Regions from separate parts of the Hordeum vulgare genome. Here region 2 is linked to region 1. Evidence: chromatin contacts called from public Hi-C data. All regions are on one chromosome and are shown on one strand. Each heading gives the region's core, a stretch centred on a gene start, on an enhancer-like site or on the middle of the called end of the contact. The rest is flanking DNA. Distances are from core to core; before and after follow the strand shown. Region 1 holds the start of LOC123452175 (protein transport protein sec23-1). Region 2 holds the start of LOC123452178 (calmodulin-like protein 4).

Region 1 (3,448 bases), core at 512-3,011:
CAGAAACAGGCAACAAAAATCTCTGCACTTCAATAGGCTTCAGTGTAGCCAACTTGTTGTATCGTGAATGTCGAACACCTAGAAGTTGTTGTATCTGAAACATAAGAGAAAGCCTCTTAGATACACAGAAATGACAACAAATTATACAAAGAATATCAGTTACCAGAAGTGATCAGTTGATGACGACAGTGGTGAGTCTGTGACTGACCCAATTGAATATACAGATGTGAAACAAACATATCATTCGCCATCCAGAAAACAATTTGCATGAGTCACTGATTAGATACTGAAAATCCCATCTTGCTGTTCAATTTTAAAATTTCCGATTCTCGTGTACAAAAAGGGGCCAGGCTAACTCTAGTTTAATGGATATGAGCATCATGTTACTATCCTAGAGGCCCAAATGCTGAAACTCTTGAGTCAAACATCCGACAAGAATAATCTTGGAAGACGAAAAAAAAACCTGCATTCGTATATAACAAGGCTGCAGAGCAAAACTTTAAGACCACTCAGAATGTAGTGGATTATGATGATCCCACTTTTGTCAATTACCCTATGTTTAACAAAAAAAATGTGATTTCATGGGTATTACTCACAGCAGATTATATATATAAGTAAGTTCAGCAACCGCAAACTGGGGGGCCTTAATTTACGATGTTCATTCAACCTGGAATTCAGAAAACAAGATATCTAAACCCCCCCCCCCACCCATATAAGCCTGGCTTCCCTCTAGGAACTGTTCTCTGTCTTGTGATTTTGTTCAGTAGGTTCACTTGAGCTTGTTTATAAGCAGTTTACTAAACAGGACATTCGGGGAAGCTTAGGTCTTTTAGGCAAGGTAAGATCCCCATTGATGTGGGAGGTTTAATTCAATATATGCAATGCTTAGAATCAGAAACTGTTCTTTTTTTACCCCATATAACATGTTTATATTACTTTTTCAGGCAAAAACAGTGGGACTAAATGTGATTCTGACTATACAGCTTGCACAGTGCACTGATCCGTTTCGCCAATAAGCATATATATATATATATATAATCTAACTACGCAACACCCCAGGATAGTAGGATCACATCAGAAATTCAGAATTCACCGACCTTATCCGACTCGAGCTCCCGCTCCCCGTTGAACACGACCACCCTGGCGCAGCCTTCGAAGCCGAGATCGTGCACCCACACCGACGCCGAGAAGGTGACGAGCGCCACCCTGACCCTCTCGGGCAGCCCCTGCACGACCCTGAGCAGCTCGGCCTTAAGCGCGGCGAGCTCGTCCCCCGCGGTGGCCGCGTCGACGACGAAGACGATTGCGGGCGGGTCCACCTCGGCGGGGTCCGGGGGGAGCGTGTACTCGACGCTGGAGTGGGTGGGGAAGAGCTCGGCGGGGATGGAGTCGGGGGAGATGTGGCGCGGGTAGGGGTTGGCCATGGAGCCGCAGAAGGAGCAGGACCAGCGGGCGGAGGCGTGGTGGACGCGGGAGAAGGGGTTGAGGGCAGCGGCGCAGGACGGGGAGGCGCAGCGGAGGGGCGGGTAGGGGAGGATCGGGAGCAGGTCGGGCGCCGTCGGGTGGAGCGGCGTGCAGAGCACCGCGGTGGGGACGACCAGCGCCTCCGCGGCGGAGGGCGTCGGCGACCACGAGTGCCACGGCCAGCGGAGGCCCTCCACGGCCTCCAGCTCCGCGAAGTCCATCGGAATCGGAGCCGAATCGGGATTGCCGGCGGTGGCGTGGCGTGGCGACTAGGGTTTTGGTATCTTCTTCTCCGGCCCTCTGCCGTTTGCTCTGCTTTCCTTTCTTTTTCCCCAACCTGCTGCTTGGCTGTTCCGTTCCGTCCGCCCCCCTGCCTCTTTTCTCTGCGGTCCGTAGGAACCGTTGGATTGAAATCTGACGGCCAGCCCTCTCTGTCCGCTTTCTTAAGAGTTCTGAAAGGCACGGCTGATGCAAATCATATGTATTTTAACTCTATCTCTGTCTACTGCTTACAAAAAAATTGTAGGTTCTCGATACAACTTTCCTTTGTTCAACCTCTTTATATACACCTCACTCTTCCTTTCTCCTCTTTGAACGTTTCTCTCCTATAATCTCTGATTTTCCTCTCATCATTTTTCTTCAAAATGAAATCAATCATCTCATGTTTTATTGACTTATCAAAATAACAATAAATTAAAAGATGATGTAAATCACGACGATTACATACAGAAACTCTGAAGATTTTAGCGTGTCAATGTATAAGGGCCAGTTCTTTTGGTAGTTTTTTTGGGCTTCTAGAATAAGTTGCCCCCTACCCAGCTTATTCTAGAAGCCCAACTAAAAATGTTTTTCTAGAAACCTAACAATCAAGACTTAATTAGTAGGATTCTAAAAATATATATTTCATTGAGCTTCTAGAATAAGCTAGCTTATTCTAGAAGCTACGAAAAGAACTGGCCCTAAGAGACATGCAGTCTCACTTTTTCTTCCCATCACCCATTTGTTCAACCATTCATCCGATTTTTTTTATGGATTATCATCCCCTTATTATGGTATAGGAATAAGTTCATGATCATAGATATGTGAGAACCAAATAAATAGCAATAAATTCACAACCGAGAAGCAAATAAATACAGTATCGATCAATCTGTTATATTGTGAATCAATCTATAGTTGGATGGTTAGTGTTATCCCAACCCACCGGGTGAGGTCATGATACTTGCATTTATACACAATTTATTTTAGGATTCCGGCACGCACGTTGAGTGGAAGGAGCACTTGTGATGACTTCGTAAAATTTCAAGATGATATGTCGCTTCGGTCTTTCAAAGGTGCTTATAAGTATATACAATATGTACGAGTGCGTTCATATAAGAAAGTGTATGCACGTATATATAAGTGTTTGCGTGTGAACTGCGTTCAAACAAAAAGTCAATCTATTATATTTGGTATTTGTAATCTAATAAAATAGATTAATTATGGGCACGTACCTATTTTATCAGTTTAAAAAAGTTAGAAAATATATACTTTGTAACCAACATATAATCTTCTTTTACATTTCTTTTCATCGGGATTTGTCCCGTAAGATATTCTTATTGTGTTAAAAATATTTGACCCATGACAACGCACGCGCACACACCTAGTGTAAAGAAAACTTGATCCCCACTTTCTAAAAAAATAGTTGATCCTCATTTACTTAATTATTTAAAACCAAATTAATGTCAACTCATCATGTCGCCATGCATGTTTCATCAGTCTTAACGGAAATCCTATCTAGTGATCATTCGCCCTTGAGGGCGTACATGGAACATTTGATAAAGCCCTCTTTTGCTTCTTCTCACAAGCCATGAACAGCTGTAAAAATACCATGTGGTAAAGTGGGCCGACATCTGCCTTTCTAAGGAGTATGGTGGGCTAGGTATTTTGGCCTCAGGGACGGATGAACGTCGCCCTAATGCTCAGATGGGTCAGGTGGGTCATCTGT
Region 2 (3,448 bases), core at 551-3,050, 250 kb before region 1:
ATCCCAAATGGGCCAAGACAACACCACGTGCGAAGCGTATGGTCAAAGGTTTTGACCAAGATATGATAAACTGGAGCACTACTTAAATGTATGTGTATATGAGCAGACAGGTGTGTGACAAGTAATGTCACCACAGCCATCACAAAAACAGGTCTGGTTCTTGATGGGCAGGGGCATGGGCAGGATCACAAATGAGCCAATAGCAAGCACTTGTTCTGAAATGTTCTTTGACTGAACTTAAGTGCTTGTTTGCTACAGTACAATGGTCTACATAGGCCCTGTTTGGTAAGCTAGAGTGGTTAGAGTTAGTTTCTAGCTCATGACTAACCCTAAACTAACTCTAGGCAAATAGGTGTTTGGATGGAAGGGTTAGATTGATAATAGATGCACTTTATGGAAAAAGAAAAGTGATTTTTTAATAGGCCCCATGAGAACTAGCTTCAATTAGCATCTCTTGGCTAGTGGGAGAGAGAGAAAAAAATATTTTTTAATGAACCCCATGAGAACTAGCTCCAATTAGCACCTCTTGGATGGGATAGTTTTTTTGGGTGGGTTAGATGCAACTAGCTCCAATCTAACCCTTATGTTTGGATATTTTAGGGCTAGTTGAACCCAAACTAGCTCAAACTAACTCTAGCCCATGGATTCAAACAGGGCTATAGTGGTAGTAATTTATTTTCTATTGGGATGAAATCCAGTAGGGTTTTCTTTTCCTGCGACCAATGTCTTTGAATTGCCGGACTGGGGTTTAAAATTTCCCACAGAAATCCATCATTTGTTCTTGAAATAGTTTTTGGTTTTGGCCCCCATTTTATAGATACATACATCACCAACCAAGTCCATACAAGCAATTCAAGTGCGAGCAAAGTAAATAAGAGTTTTGCTGGGGCTACAGTAGCACAAACATGCCCAAAAGCGAAAGAAATCTACTCCCTCCGTTCCTAAGTATAAGTCTTTTTAGAGATTTCAATACGGACTACATACGGATGTATATAGACATATATTAGAGTGTAGATTCACTCATTTTGCTTCATATGTACTCCCTCCGTCCCAAAATAACTGTCTCAACTTTATACTAGCTCTAGTATAAAGTTGTACTAAGCTTGAGACAGTTATTTTGGGACGGAGGGAGTAGTTTCTATTTGAAATCTCTAAGAAGACTTATATTTACAAACTTTCCGCAAAAAAAAAACTTATATTTAGAAACTGAGAAAAAAACAGGGCTCTAATATCTGAAATTAGTCATAAAGCGAACCCTGCTGGTGAGCTCTAGACGATCATCGATCTATCTGGTTGCTCTAATGCAGATCATGAGCCCATCTTATGGTCCAGGCTCGGGCTGCGTGCTTTGTATCGACGAGTTTTTCCGTCTCTATGGAGATAGAGTATGATGATTTCTCTCTCAGCAACGAATAAGTTGAGCTGTGGCTACGAAAGCCATCTTGAATTCTAGTAGTCCACAACAGATAAAAAGATGAAACAGAAAGAAGAAGAAAACTAGCATTGGTTACAAAATCCAGCAATGACCAAGAAGGCAAGAAGAGGGAACAAAGAAATGGAGGAGAAGGGTGGAGAGAGAGATGGAAGCAGACGAACCATCGCCGTTCTTGTCGAAGAGCGAGAAGGCCTCCTGGAACGCCGCCATCTGCTCCCCCGTCAGCGCTTCTTCCATGAGCGCGCCGCAGCCTCTGGACTAACGTCAGTGGAGCTGGAGCAAGAAGGGGAAGCGGAAAGGCAGGAGGTAGGGTAGCACACGGTATATGGAGAAGAAGAGAGGAGAGGAGAGGAGGGAAGCTAGGTAGAAGGGGGGCGGGGGCGGGGGCGGGTAGATAAATAAAGATGACCTCGGTGTGCTCGGAGACGGACAGGGACGCACACGCGCTCGCCTACTGGGCGGGCCTGTGGAAAGACTTGGCGCTGGGTCTCGTGGTTTTCCAGGCCATTTCCTGCGCTTTCCCCCTCCCCTCGCGGTGCTCACGACAGCGACCACAACAGCAGTCCCGATCTCGATCTCGTTGCCTTGAGGGAGGGACAGACGATGGGCACAAGGATCGCATAGGAAGTGAATGTGGATTTCATTTGGGGAATAGGCTATTTCATTCGTCGAATGATGCAGCAATATTGTTCACGGTTGGAAATGACAGGCCCTGTGCTCGAACCTTCCACGTCAGTTCTGGTCTTACTTACCCCGTGCACAACGCAGTGCAGAGAGGCCGCGTCGAATTCAGGACCTCTGGCTCTGGGCACAAGTCGATGCACCGGGCCTGTCCTTGAATGGGAAAATAGGGGAGTTGGCCAAACATTCGAAACCTGATTGATCTACAAAAAGGAGTAAATGAAGTATTTTAGGCTGGTCACAATGGAGAGTAACATAAGGTAGGAACATACACGCTTTCCTAGACTATGTTCCTACCTCCACAATGGGGAGTAACATGTATGTAGTGTCATGCAACAATGCATTTATTAGGCTATAGACTCATTGTTTCTTAGAGTGTGTGATGTTCCGGTAACTTAGCTAGTTACCACAAGCACCTCTCTCTTCACTAAATACGTGCCACATAAGCAAAGTTGTATTAGAGTGTGTGATGTTACTGCTAAGTTCCTCCCCATTGTGACCAGCCTTAACAAACGGGAGAAGGAAAGCGTGTTACAGGCAAGCATACTGCACACGCAGCAGCAGAACCAATCGTTCAACGCTGGCAGACAGACAAAACAGGAACCTGCAGCCCCAAATCAATCAATGTACTTCAAATTCAGATAGACTGACCATCCCTAATTCGTCTGCTCCGAACTTAGCCCATTCTACTGACAAAACCAAACACGAAAAACAACTCAAGAAAAAAAACGAGAACAACTACAAAAAAAGAACAGAACGAAAACAGCTACCAAAATGGAATAGATGAGAGCCAACTATTACTCACAACATGTTTAAAAGGTTTTTGCATTGAGAGTCTATCACAGAGTTAACGAACAAACATAAACACCACGTCCAAATGACTCAATCGGTACCAGGGAAACATTACACAGACGGACAACAACTTTGATCTGGAAGGAGCACAGCTAAACGCTAAACGACACGATAAACTTATCTCACAGACGACTGAGAAAATGTCCAGTTTAAGCTAGAGATGCTCCTTTTCTATTTTTTTATTTTCACTCTTTGGAGGACTTGTTGATCAGGGACTTGTGGATGTGTGGGATCACACCTCCACCAGCAATGGTGCCCTTGATGAGGGTGTCAAGCTCCTCGTCTCCACGGATGGCCAGCTGCAGGTGACGAGGGGTGATACGCTTCACCTTCAGATCCTTGCTAGCGTTCCCAGCCAGCTCCAGAACCTCGGCCGTCAGGTACTCGAGGATAGCAGCAGAGTAGACCGCCGCAGTAGCACCAACGCGGCCATTCGCCTGGGTCCTTTGCTTCAGCTGACGATGGATACGGCCAACAGGG

The links. A called contact is a pair of places that touch in the nucleus more often than the background predicts.
Region 2: a Hi-C map of seedling shows a contact between it and region 1, with 5 times the contacts expected there. The contact joins the promoter of LOC123452178 here to the promoter of LOC123452175 in region 1. A contact is called at or near these places in 2 of 6 Hi-C or Micro-C datasets (leaf and seedling).

What each region holds. Positions count from the first base shown.
Region 1 is chr5H:524,798,468-524,801,915 of MorexV3_pseudomolecules_assembly, reverse strand. It overlaps LOC123452175 (protein transport protein sec23-1), which reads right to left and starts at 1,761. Exons shown (of 2, transcript XM_045128778.1): 1 at 1,098-1,761; 2 at 1-94. The coding sequence starts at 1,685.
Region 2 is chr5H:525,048,698-525,052,145 of MorexV3_pseudomolecules_assembly, reverse strand. It overlaps LOC123452178 (calmodulin-like protein 4), which reads right to left and starts at 1,800. Exons shown (of 4, transcript XM_045128781.1): 1 at 1,597-1,800. The coding sequence starts at 1,672. LOC123452177 (probable histone H2A variant 3) reads right to left here. Exons shown (of 3, transcript XM_045128780.1): 3 at 2,926-3,448. The coding sequence ends at 3,154.